2 separate regions of the Mus musculus genome follow, and region 2 is linked to region 1. Evidence: chromatin contacts called from public Hi-C data. All regions are on one chromosome and are shown on one strand. The core of a region is the stretch at or near the end of the contact, and the rest is flanking DNA. Distances in the headings are between cores, read along the strand shown. Region 1 has its middle 140 kb from the start of Gm29922. Region 2 has its middle 240 kb from the start of Gm40217.

Evidence for each region. A called contact is a pair of places that touch in the nucleus more often than the background predicts.
Region 2: a contact with region 1 is called in a Hi-C map of uterus, with 5 times the contacts expected there. The contact joins two enhancer-like sites. A contact is called at or near these places in 11 of 484 Hi-C or Micro-C datasets (3T3-L1-derived adipocytes, cumulus cells, granulosa cells and 3 more) and 1 of 9 other capture datasets (embryonic stem cells).

The regions. Positions count from the first base shown.
Region 1 is chr4:105,706,143-105,712,503 of GRCm38.p6, forward strand. No RefSeq gene overlaps it. Among named protein-coding and RNA genes, the nearest start is that of Gm29922, 140 kb to the right of the region's middle. Within about 2 kb of position 2,434, at least 8 of the 459 cell types and tissues checked have an H3K27ac peak or open chromatin away from gene starts, as enhancers often do. A contact at or near this core is called in uterus, where this site is marked.
Region 2 is chr4:105,551,093-105,557,453 of GRCm38.p6, forward strand. No RefSeq gene overlaps it. Among named protein-coding and RNA genes, the nearest start is that of Gm40217, 240 kb to the left of the region's middle. Within about 2 kb of position 4,094, at least 17 of the 459 cell types and tissues checked have an H3K27ac peak or open chromatin away from gene starts, as enhancers often do. A contact at or near this core is called in uterus, where this site is marked.

The sequences.
Region 1 (6,361 bases), core at 1,184-3,683:
TCCTTTCAGAAGAACTAACGGATCACTTCATTAACTTTCTTCAGGAGGAAAGAGAGCCACGGGAATAATGCAGACATTTGGAGGAGCCTTCTCTAGTCATCCCTTTAGGCTCTGAGGAAGAAAGACTCTTGCTGCCAGATCACATTATGCAACTGTGTGTGTTTCACAATCCATGATGCCACGATCAAGGATTTGAAATATCCTTCAAGAATGTGTTTAAGTTTGTTTAAAACCCAATGTTTTACTTGACCTCAGAAGCCTCTCTCTCTCTCTTTTTTTAAACTTTTCATGAAACTATGCTTCTGTTGCTTGTAAAATTTGAAAAACCTTCATCTCCCTTCCCCAGGCATTCACATACGGCTTAAACTAATTCTAACTGGGGTTTAGTGGTCCTCAGTCTTCCTGATGCTGCGCCCCCCTTTAATACAGGTCCTCACGTTGTAGTGACCCCCACAACAAAATCACGTTTGTTGCCGCTCTATGAGTGTAATTTTGCTACTTTTATGAATCATACTGTAAGTATCTGTGTTTCTGTGTTTCCGACAGTTCTAGGTCTACCTCCCTGTCCCTCTAACCTTCTTTTCCACCTGCCCAGTGTTGGAGGGTTAGAAGGGATCCTGGTGAAGAAAGGTGGTGGGTATAAGAACCCAATAAAGTAGCTTAAAAATCACAGTACAGAGAACTGCAAAGTAAAGGAAGAAAGTGGGAGGTAGGTAAAATAAAAGAATGTTTAAACCACCAAAATGGAAGCTGTACGAGAGTGGGTTTACTCTAACTATATAGCACATGAGAGGTATCTCCGTGGCGGTACAGTAAACATGTCACAAAGCCACCCAGGCTCCCTCTAAGACAGCAGGGGATTCTATGATTCGTTCAATATCTAGAGCATACATACAAAGGATATATATTCTTAACCATGGAATGCCAAACTTTAATTAGCTGATGCTTTTGAGTTGACATTGAGGTCTTTTCTATAGAATTGCTTAACTTGGAACTTAAAAAGGGTAATTAAAATAATCCTTTAAAAATCAAAATGAGCGTCAATGAATTCTTTGAATGATATATTATCACCCAGCAAACATAGACACCCCTCTTTCTCACCAGATAATAAACATCCTCTCTATGATGTCAGTTCTCGGTCTTTCCTCACACTTAGTTCACAGTTATAAGCAATATGCTGGAGCACATAGAGTCTTTCTTCTAGTCATTATAATTTTTTTCTGTAGAATGTTAGTTTTCATGGTCGTAGTTTTTTGCGAATGCAATAAGGTACTGTTGGACTTCAGTTGATTAGAGAATAATTAATAATTCTGTCTCTACTCCCCCTCTTTTAGATATGAGATATAATGTATCACTTGTCTCACTTAAGTAGTGACTTAACAATGAAGGAAAGTTGATAATCAGTCACTCAAACACACTATTCTGAACATGAGTCAAAACGTCAAAGTACATTTTATAAATATGAACCAATATTATAGTCAGTAAGAACGATGATCTTTCTGTCTTGAAACATGGTGCCATAAACTTAGCTTAAGATCGGGCACCAAACAACCTCTCACAGGAACTTGAGAGCATCATTTTCCTGCTTCCTATTTCTGCATACATTTCTCAGACAGTGCTGCCTGTGGTGGGGTGGGAGGGGATCCACACCAGTGTCGATGTGTGAGCTCTGCAGCAAGCCCACTTTCATTATCTCAGAAGTAGCTCTATGTTGGAATGAGATGGTGACTTGTGTGCAGTTCTCTTTCTCTTTAAACCACAACTAAAATAGTCAGTGGAATTTTAAAGGGATTAAAAAGGTGTCTTGAAGCCAAAAGAAAAAGGGATACCATTCGCATTCCAGTTATCTCCAAGAATTCTGGAACTGGACTGAAGAAATGATGATTCAAACCCATGCTTGCTGATAAAGATGCCCAATTTCAGAGCAGCAGGCGAAAGGGATTCCCAAAAAAATGGCAACAACAGCCCCAAAGAGATGAAAAGTAAGGCTGTGTGGAACACTCGCAGAGCAGGGTCAGGCTCTTTGTTATCCCGTTTGAGGTTTTGATTCTATAGCAGAGATCAGCAAGCTTTATAGAAAGAGGACCAGCTAGTAAATATTTTCAGCTCTGCTGAACATGTGGTGTCTCGTGACGACTCACCTCGGACATCACAGCATGAAACCACTCTTAGCGATATCTTAATGAACAAGCATGGCTGTGCTCCAATAAAACTTTATGGACACCGAGGTTTGAATTTTATGTAATTGTCATGTATCCATAAAATATTATTCCTTTTACTCTTTCCCAGCCATTAAAATGTTTTCTTAGCTCGCTGGCCTTTCAAAATTGGGTGGCAGACCAAGCTTGGCTGACCTGTGGTAGCTTGCTAAGCAATAACATCAGAAGGAAGCTCTGGTTAGGGTCCTAGAGCATATGGGATAACTCAGAAGCACTGAGACGGCATGGCAAGCATGCGCACCAGGAAGGAGGCCAGTGGAAGATGTACGAGTTGACTGCTGTGAAAACCCAGCCAAACACATTGCTGGAAAAGGACTATTATGCAATTACTCAGCAAACACACTGGCCCTCTCACACACACGTATATAACATTCACAGACACATGCGCACACACCCCCAAATGTCACAAGTAATGTTTGGCAAACCAGTCTGTTCAGGAGAAAAAGAGTCAAGAGAACTGGACAAATTATGCATTCAAATGATCCAAATAAACATTCAAGATGTACACAAAGAGAAATACCCATACATTTTACCCATACTCAAAATCCTTATAAATAAGGTATATTAAAACAAACTAGTGTAATTTAATATATAAAATTGATAAAAAGCTCAGGGCAGCAATATCTGAAAAAGCTACAAGAAATGTGGTTACTCTCACCCTGTTAACAACGGTGTATTGTAAAATCACCCTTCAGCAAGCCACTCTACCGAGAGGAGGAGTTTACCCTGGAGGATCAAACAATGCTACAACACAAAGATTTATGTGTAAGGAAATTGATTCTTTCGATATTCCTTATTGTAGAAAAACAATTGCATCAATTCCGTTCCCTAGGAGAGGACTTGGGTAAGTATGGGATACCCAGACGTAGAGTTCTATATGGCTAATAAAATGTTTATAGGTTTTGTTTTGACATGAAAATCTGCTTATAATTCATTGTAAGTGAAACAAGCGGGTTCTAAGGCAGCGCCTCCAATGTGACCTCCACACTGGAAGGATTTTGCAGTCCGTGTGTGCAGCGCGTGGTGCATAAGAGAGTTGTACATATGTTTATGGAACTAGGGAACAAAACTTGCATGGACATGCACTGATGATTTAGTAGTGGTGCTCTCCATGTGTGCAGCCATCTTGTTTATAGATCCCTGGGGGGATTATGCTTTGCATTTTATGGAATGGGATCGCTGGGCAGGAGTCCTTCTGACGTCTCATATGTTTTCAAGGGCAGTCAGTGTTGCTGGGCTGTGGTGCTCCCCTGTAGGAATATACCCCACACTGTTCCAACCAGCACGCCTCCTAACGCACATGTGCAGAAGGTTTCCTAAACGATTTCTTTAGGATGAAATCGATAAGCTGTGAGGACTAAGCATTTTTAACTTTATTACTTAATGCCCAAATTCATAGCCTACCAATAATATGATACCCATTGTCCCAGAACTCTGACGAACTTTTGGCTATGATGCCGTTGAATGTCATTCCTTTTCTTTTTAATCTTTGTCTAGAATGTTGATTATTTCTGTTATTCCAGGAGAGGGTATGGTCTTCACATTTCAATTTACTCATTGGTTTGCTTCTACACCACTAATTTTCTTCTCAAGTTGCATAAGATATCACTTTTAGCCACTGAAGGTTTAATTGTACTAGGTACACTATAGTTTTATAAGTGGATTTTTATAATATTCCTGCCTTCATTTTTTTCATTTGCTCAGAATTTAGCTACTTGTGATGTTTTGAAAACCTTTTAAATTAGATTATCGAGACATTGCACATTTCCAGTGGAGCTCTGATTCCCTATTTTCCTTAGGTCTTTGTTTCCATATTCACTTTGTATTCTTCTCTCTGTGCACGTTTCAACCTTGGATCATCATCTGTGGGAGACATAGTGGGCACAGGTTGAGTTTTCATAGAGATTTGCATGGATACTAGGGCTTACTGAAACTTGGGACCACTTTAAATTATCTTTATGAGATGTTTTGTGCTTCAAAGTAACAGAAATGTAAAACCTATCCATATGGAGATGTCCTTGTGTTAACTCTACCTGGAGAGGATTTCTTTACTGGTCCTTTGGTTTATGGATCAGGTCTTCAGAACCAAACTTCTGTTTTCTTCTCTTAGTTTATTTATCCCACCCCTGTCCAGCAAGGATGCAGTTCCTCCAAGGATGCAATCTTCTAAGGGTCTAGCTTTGGATGTGGACTTTCTGTTAGATATATACATTTGTCTATGTTTCAACCTAGTCAGCTTGGATTGCCATGAAAAAATGGCATGGCTACATTGCTTTTCCTAGGTGATGTGCCTATGGATACCTATTTCCTTCAGATACAGGAAATAAATACAGACCAATAAAACGATTTCATCCAAGACCATTCTAGTAATCCAATCAGTATATTGAAGTGATGCCCATGAGCATGGGTGACCCAGGAAGCTACATCACTGAAAAGTTTGCCTCACCATGGCTTCCAAGCCAGAAAATCTCCATCACTCACATTCACTACATAGTTTGCCAAGGCTACATCATCAATGAAGACCACTCCTCCCTGGAACCAACAGTTAGTTACTGCTGATAGTGAGTCTCAAATGTTTCCCATGTAGCCTGGGCCTCTTGTGAGTTTCACCAGGCTGTCTTTCCTCTGGGAGGGAATGTTTCAATCCAGCGGAAACCACTATGCAAGTACCGTAAACTGGGTGGCTTAGAAGCATATATGTCGTCACACACATCTGAATGCTGGAGGCTAAAATCTGGCTGCCAATATGGTTGGTTTCCACGAATCTTTCTGTTGGATTTAAAATGGTCTTCTTAATATATTTGAGAGAGTGTTAGAAAAACATAGATAGAGAAAGTCTCTCTCTTCTGATTTTATTAGACTGGGTATTCCCACTTATAACCTCAATCAGACTTAATTATCATTTAAAAATCACAGAAGTGGATGCTCACAGTCAGCTATTGGATGGATCACAGGGCCCCCAGTGGAGGAGCTAGAGAAAGTACCCAAGGAGCTAAAAGGATCTGCAACCCTATAGGTGGAACAACAATATGAACTAACCAGTACCCCTGAGCTCTTGACTCTAGCTGCATATGTATCAACGTCAGCCATCACTGGAAAGAGAGGCCCATTGGACATGCAAACTTTTTATGCCCCAGTACAGGGGAACGCCAGGGCCAAAAAGTGGGAGTGGGTGGGTAGGGGAGTGTGTGGGGGGGTATGGGGGACTTTTGGGATAGCACTGGAAATGTAAATGAGGAAAATACCTAATAAAATATTTTTAAAAAATCACTATCTCTACACGTTATAAAGATTGTGTTGCAGCTTACAAATTTAGCGTATTAATTTGGAAGAGGAGGGTATGACTTACTCCCTAGAACACACTAACTCTAACTCCTCACTCTAATACATCCCATGACAATCAAAACAGAAATTTAAAGTCTCCACAATGGTACAGAGTGACTCACCCGTGCTGATAGCTGCCACTCGTGCATGCCCCCAGTTTCTTCCTTCCCTCCATGTTATGTCACCTCAAAGTTTGATGTTCTATCAGATACCAATTACAATTTAGATTATAATTTTCCTGAAGTTCACTGTTTTTCATTTATTATATGCTTAATAAGAGAAGAAATGGGCCATAAACAAACTCACCAAATAGAAATAAAATCTGCTATTGCTGAATAACAAAGTCATTGATAAGGGACCTGAAAACAACCTCATTTAGCCACAAAAATATTATCTGGGAATAAGTTTAACCAATGAAATTAAAGAACTTTGGAATGAAAACTATAAAATGTTGACAAAAGAAATGAAAGAAAACACAGGCAAATGGGGAGATATCCCATGTTCATGAAGTGTAAGAATTAATACTGTTAAAATTACCACACTGCCCACAGCCATCTATAAATTCAATGCAATTGACTTCAAAATACTAACAGCATTATTCTTTACAGAAATAGAGCAACACTCTTAAAGTTCATTTGGAGCCACTAAAGGCTTTGAATAGCCAAAGCAACAACAAACAAACAAACAAACAAACAAACAAACAAATAAAGCTGGATAATTCTCACATGCTATTGCTAGGGCTGTATGCGTATTTTGTATGATTACATAAAGGTTACTTAAAACTGGAGGTACAATTACTATATAATCCAGCAAATCTA
Region 2 (6,361 bases), core at 2,844-5,343, 150 kb before region 1:
AAGGGAAGTTCCCACCTCATTCTTGGCCCCCAGATTACCGACCTGGCTTGATATTTTATTGACAATTTTCCATCTCTTCTGGACTGGGTTTTGGATTGGTGCTCCATGGGGGAAGAAATGGTTCTACTGGGCTCAGCCTTCCTTTGTAGCTACTATTCTGTTTTATTCTGGCTTTATGCTCAAGTTTTTGAGCCTAGTTTTCTTCATCTATCACATGCAGGGACTGTATGAAACCAGTGGCTACTACTAGTTTCCACGGGCAGTGGTGATTTTGTTCTTTAGGATCACTCATGCTTGCAAGACTGAATACAGGCATCCAGTGGGCAGGAACCAGAGATGTGGCTGAACACATCCGCAGACTATCTCATCACCAATGAGTTCATCAGTTTTGACGTGCCCTATTGTTGCTTCTTTGTACAGTCTGTTCTTTCTCATTCAGAAAGACTTGATGGGTTTTCCTCAAAACATCTGCATAGTATTTATCTCTTTGTAATTACTGATGAGCTACTTCAAAGGGCAGAAAGTAGGTGAACTTAGGAATGAAATGATCGAGTAGATGTATGTAGAACGAAATGATCATAATAGCAGAGCCCTACTCAGTTCTGAGTTATCTACTAGTGTATATGGGTAACATGGATTCCATGAGAAGAGATCGCTGGACAAAGGTCCTCAGTAAAACTTTCTTCAATTGGATAGAATGTTTAATCTAATGCCTGACTTCTGTACTGAAAGAAGTTTACTCAACAGCTTCACTGATGAACTAGAGATGCCAAGAAATATTTGATAGCAGAACTAACGTTTCTCCTTGTCTTTCTTGATGCCCAGAACGGTACCTGGCATGTATTAGACAATCAGTATATAGATTTCACTGATTTGAAAATCAATTTTATTTAGCTATTGTAAGAGTTAAGGTTCTAAAACAGGTATGAGGACAACTAAACTTTCTGTCTACAGTAAGATTAAACCATAGCCAAGATGCCCAAGGTATTAAAAAGAATGCCAGACAACATCCCTTAAATTTTAATCTTGGCAGCTAGTTCGCATCTGTCTTCCCCTTTCCAGGATATCCCTCTTTATTGTACTGTCCAAATCATGGAACTCTTAAAATATGCAGTTGGCTTAACACTGAGCAAGCCGTTTCCTTTCTTTTTGATAAATATTCCAGATTTTGAAAGAACACCTCTAAGAACCGATTTTACAATGAGATTTAAGAAAGGATGTCTATAAAAAGTAAATGTTTTTAATGTCCCTTGGATGACTTAGGAGCCTATGTTTTTTTTTGAAAAGCCTTGGTGAACACAGACCCTGGGAAATATCTTAAATACAATGGTTACAGGTACTTCAAGTGGCATCAGAAATGTGAAGAGTTCACTTGCTATAGTACCTCCCGCACACCAGAGGGCACTGTGCAGATTGTAATTATTTTTTCTTCATAGAGACTAAAGGTTGAACAATGGGATTGGCAGTCTTCCCCCACAAGGATCTGATAGTGTATCAACCTCTACACACCATCTAACATCTGTTGCAAAGCATTCAATTCTGTTATAGTAGGAAACAGCTGTAGATTCTATATGCTGACATGACTGTGTTTTAATAAAACTTTATTTATAGACACTGGACTATGAATTGTACACAGGTGTCACAAACAGTAGTGTTACTTTTAACATTTAAAAATTTAAAAAACATTTTCTGTTCACAGGTTTTAAAAAGTAAGCAGGACAGGGGGATATGTGAAATATAGTTTACTGATCCCAGGACCAGTTAATTATAATAAGAATAATAGTAACAATAGCAATTTACTACTATGTGGTAAGTACTATATACTTTTTATAATCTATTTTTCAAGTGATAAACGAAGACTTAGAATGTTCATTTGGGGAGTGGTACAAAGTTAGTAAATAGATGAGCTGAAATTTGATTACCTAATCTGCTGATCTCAAGCTCTGGCTCCCTTGTCAATGGCCTAGTCTCTCATCAAAAGCATGCAGTTTCATACTAATCTGTTATTGAATGACTCATGGTTAAGATCTGCAAGCTTGAGGACCGGGCATATGTCTCAATGGGTAAAAGTATTTGCTATACAAGTCTGATGTCTGGGTTTGATTCCTAGAATTCACATGGGAAAAGTTGAGAAGTGACTCCTACAATTTGTTCTATGTGCTCACCATGGCAAGTTCATACCTGTTCTCTCTCTCTCTCTCTCTCTCTCTCTCTCTCTCTCTCTCTCTCTCTCTCTCACACACACACATACACACGCATACACACACGCACATGCACACATGTGCAAACACACACATGCACCATATATCCACATAGTAATAATTAATATAAATTAAGTTAATAAAAATAAGAAAGACTTCCAGGCTTGGTAAAGAGAACACTGCTAAGAATTAAGAGACTTGAGTCTTGGCCTTACACATGCCAATAACTCTGTTCTTCAATGATCTTGTGTGTGTGGGGGGTGTTCTTTAATTTTCTGAGTCTAGTTTCCCTATCTATCACATGCAGGGACTGTATGAAACCAGTGGTCACCACTAGTTTCCTTGGGCAGTGGTGATTTTCTTCTTTAGGATCACTCATGCCTGCAGGACTGAGTACAGGCATCCAGTGGGCAGAAACCAGAGATGTGGCTGATCATCCCACAGTGTGTCCAACAGCCACACGTGGTGGATAATTCTGTCAACTTGACAGCTCACTAGTGAGATCTACCTTTAGATATGTCTGCCAGAACCTTTCCAGAGAGGATTAGCTAAGCAGTCAAACACTGCTCCCAGGCCCCTCTTCATGTGGGCAGCAGCACCCCACAAGCTGATGCTAGCATCTTAGGCTGTACACAAAGGGAGAACAAGAAAGCCTGCTGAATGCCAGCACTGCCTCCCTTCATCCTTTCCCACTGGAATGTAAGAAACCCAGCTGTCTCCTGCTGCTGCCACCAAGGATCAGATAGGATCACCTCCATACCTTCCCTGCCTTGATGGATCAGAATTCTTCAAACTGTAAGCCCAAATAAATCTTTCCTCTCTAAGTGGTTTCTTGTTAAGTGTTTGGTCACCTAACAAAAGCTCACCCCCTAACCAAGAACTGTTGTAAAACAACACTAGTGTTCATGTTGTGAAACCAAGACTTGGTCCTTCCACTTCCAGAAATCTGAGTCTTTAGAATTGTTTTTCCAGAAATTTATCTAAAATTCAAATGACTTCTTGTTTCTGAATCACACGTTCCTCCTTTGTGAAACAAAACAAAACAAACAAACAAAAAAAAAAACTAAACAGCGTAACCCTGAAGATTCTTTTGGCTTTAAAAGTATCAAGCCTGTGATTAACAGGGGAGTAGTGAAAATAAATGCTATGGTTTTAAATCTAAGATAATGCAAGTCATTTTACATTTTTGTCTGATTAAAACCAGTGCTGAGCAAGTCCTTAATCCCCACAGGAGAAGTTTGCAAACTTGAAGCCTGTCGTGAACTGAACCCAGTCTACAGATTCTTTTATTTATTGTTATTATTTTTATGGCCAATAGTGTATGTTAAAATTTTGTGAATTAGGGGCCAACAATGAAAGATGGAGTATATCCAGTAAAAATACAGACTTTCAACCTTCCTTCCTTCCTTCCTTCCTTCCTTCCTTCCTTCCTTCCTTCCTTCCTTCCTTTCTTTCTTTCTTTCTTTCTTTCTTTCTTTCTTTCTTTCTTTTGCCGGAAGACCTATAAACTCTGGCCTTCATTTTTGCATGACAGTGGTTAGGTCAAACTAAGAAAAGCTGTCTTCTAAATTCCCAGATCACCAGAGATCTTGCCTCACAGGTTTGGATCCCACCTGATTACTTTTCATTTGTTTCTATCACCTACCTGAGTGACCCCTCTACCAAGAGATTTACTATTTGTATTCTACAATCAACAGTGAGCATGTGGAATACCCAGAAACGCACTCCCTAAGCACTTAGAATTGTGTAATCTCAAAATAAAATAAATGACGTTAAGTGTGTGAGTTGAGTCCAAGCAGCCAAGGGGAGGTCAGAGTAGAGAGAGAAGGCTTTTCGATGCCTGTGTGAAACAAAGTGCTGAGATTTAATGACAGTGTGAGGCAATGGTGTTCTGTGTCTGCCAACTAGCGAATTGTGGTCCCGAGCTAGCTTATTGGGAGTGCAGTGAGCTGATGGGGCACTGGCCAGTCCCATTCTCACTGATGTACATGTACGTCTGAATCATCACACTTGTTTCCTGGAACAACATTTCATGTGCTGCTTTAACGAGGATTTGGACAATAGATTCATGAGATGACTTGGAATAGCTTCCCGTGAGTGAGATTCCAAATCTGGAGCCGTTGATTCTGGAGAACAGATGACTTGGGAGGTAAGGAGGGGCTCCCCCCAGATACTGGCAGCACTGTCTTGAGGGAGAACAGGTAAGCATCATGCCTTCCCACATCTCCTCAGGCTTGCCTTGAGCTCATTGTATAGCCTGATACCCACTGAAATTCTCTAGTCTCCCAGTGTTGGAATATTAGGTGTGTGCCACCATACCTTAACTTAGATGGGAAGCTTGGACTGTTGCCTGGCTGTATCTTACTATTTAGAAAACTGGATCTTCTATGCAGGTCAACATTCCAAGGGGGATGTATAGCTCTGTTGTGTTCGTTAAGAACCCACATATGTGCACATTTAGGCCCAGCTTCCCTTTTTGCTACTGTGAGCTCTTGTTGACGACTTACCTCCTCACAGCGGTACTCTCTTATTTGTAGATAATGGGGGTGTCACTCTTCTGTTATGGTTATTGTAAACACTAAAGAAGACATTTTATGTAAATGTACTTGTCTCTGGGCTTCTCAGCACTATTGACATTTTAGGTTAGGTATCTTACTCTTGTGGGAGGCTGATTTGTGTATTATGGTATGCTCTGTCCTCTTCCACATAGCGGTGACAATAGAAATTATCTACACACTTGCCAAATATCTGTTGGAGACACAATTTCCCTCTCATTGAGAGAAATTAACTTGTTTTTAGCTGACAGCTGGTGCCAAATGCTGGATATGCAAGTGAGGCCATCTGAGACCTGCAGTCAGTCAGTTTCCTGGCAGAATGCACACATATGAATGAGCCTGCCAAAACAAAACAAAACAAAACAAAAAACCAAAAAACAAAACAGAAAAAAAACACCAAAACACCAAAAGAACCATCTGCATAAAACTGTGAATCTTAGATGTCATTTATTATACCACGTTCACATTCGTTCTCCCTTCCTGCTGTCCTGGCCATGTTTCTTCTTCCATTTGCTTCTCCAGTTATTTCTCCATTCTGCTTTCTTATTACATCAATGCCTTTACTCTACTTCCTGACTCTCTTAAGATCTCTTCCTTCTCTCTCATTATCCCCTATCTGGAATCATGACCTAAAACAACACACATATATAAATATACATATATATAAATATATACATATAAATACATACATATATACATATGTCTATAAGTAATACAAATGTAAAGACACACACACACACACACACACACACACACACAACTTTAAGTCTAGGTTCTACCTAATCAGAGAAAAGATGAAGCATTTGTCTTTCTGAGCCTTGTTTATTTCACTTAACACTGTGACTTCTAGTTCTAATCATTTTCCTGCAAATGTCATGACTTTTGTTTTCTTTTTGGCTGCATAAAACTCCATCGTATATATGTATCACACTTTCTTTACACATTACTCTGTTGACTGATATTTCAGTTGGCTCTGGGAACAGTACAACAAGAAAAGATGTGTATTACATCTGTGGTATGTACCTGTAGAGTCCTTCAAGTATATACCCAAGAGTCATAAGGCTGAGTCACATGATAGTTCTGCTTTTCGTTTTTTGATGAATTGCCCCTCTGATTTCTACAGTGGCCACACAGCTGTCTATCTCCAAGTGCAATAAATGCTCATTCCTCTTTCTCTACATCCTCACCAGTGTTTGTTATCTTTTTTCCTTGTGATAGCCATTTGACAGGGAAGAGTGGAAGCATAACACACTTTTAATTGCATTGCTTTGGTGTCCAAGGATGATGAACACATTTCAAAGAATTCGTTTATTATTATAGTTCTTTTGAGAACTATCTACTCAGTTCATTTGTTATAAGATTATTTAGATTTTTGGAGTTCAATTTTTGCAGCTCTTTATATAGCCGAGATATTAATAATCCTGTCTGATGTGTAGTTGGCCAAGATCTTTTTCCCGTTCTGTCGGATTGTTGTTGGTTGCTTCCTTTGCTGAGAACTGACAAGTGGGACTTTTGAGTCTCACGTAGTCTCCCTTGTTAGTTCTCAGCATTCTTTCCTGAGGATGTGATGACTTTGGAGAAATCTTCTCATCCACTCCAGGAACC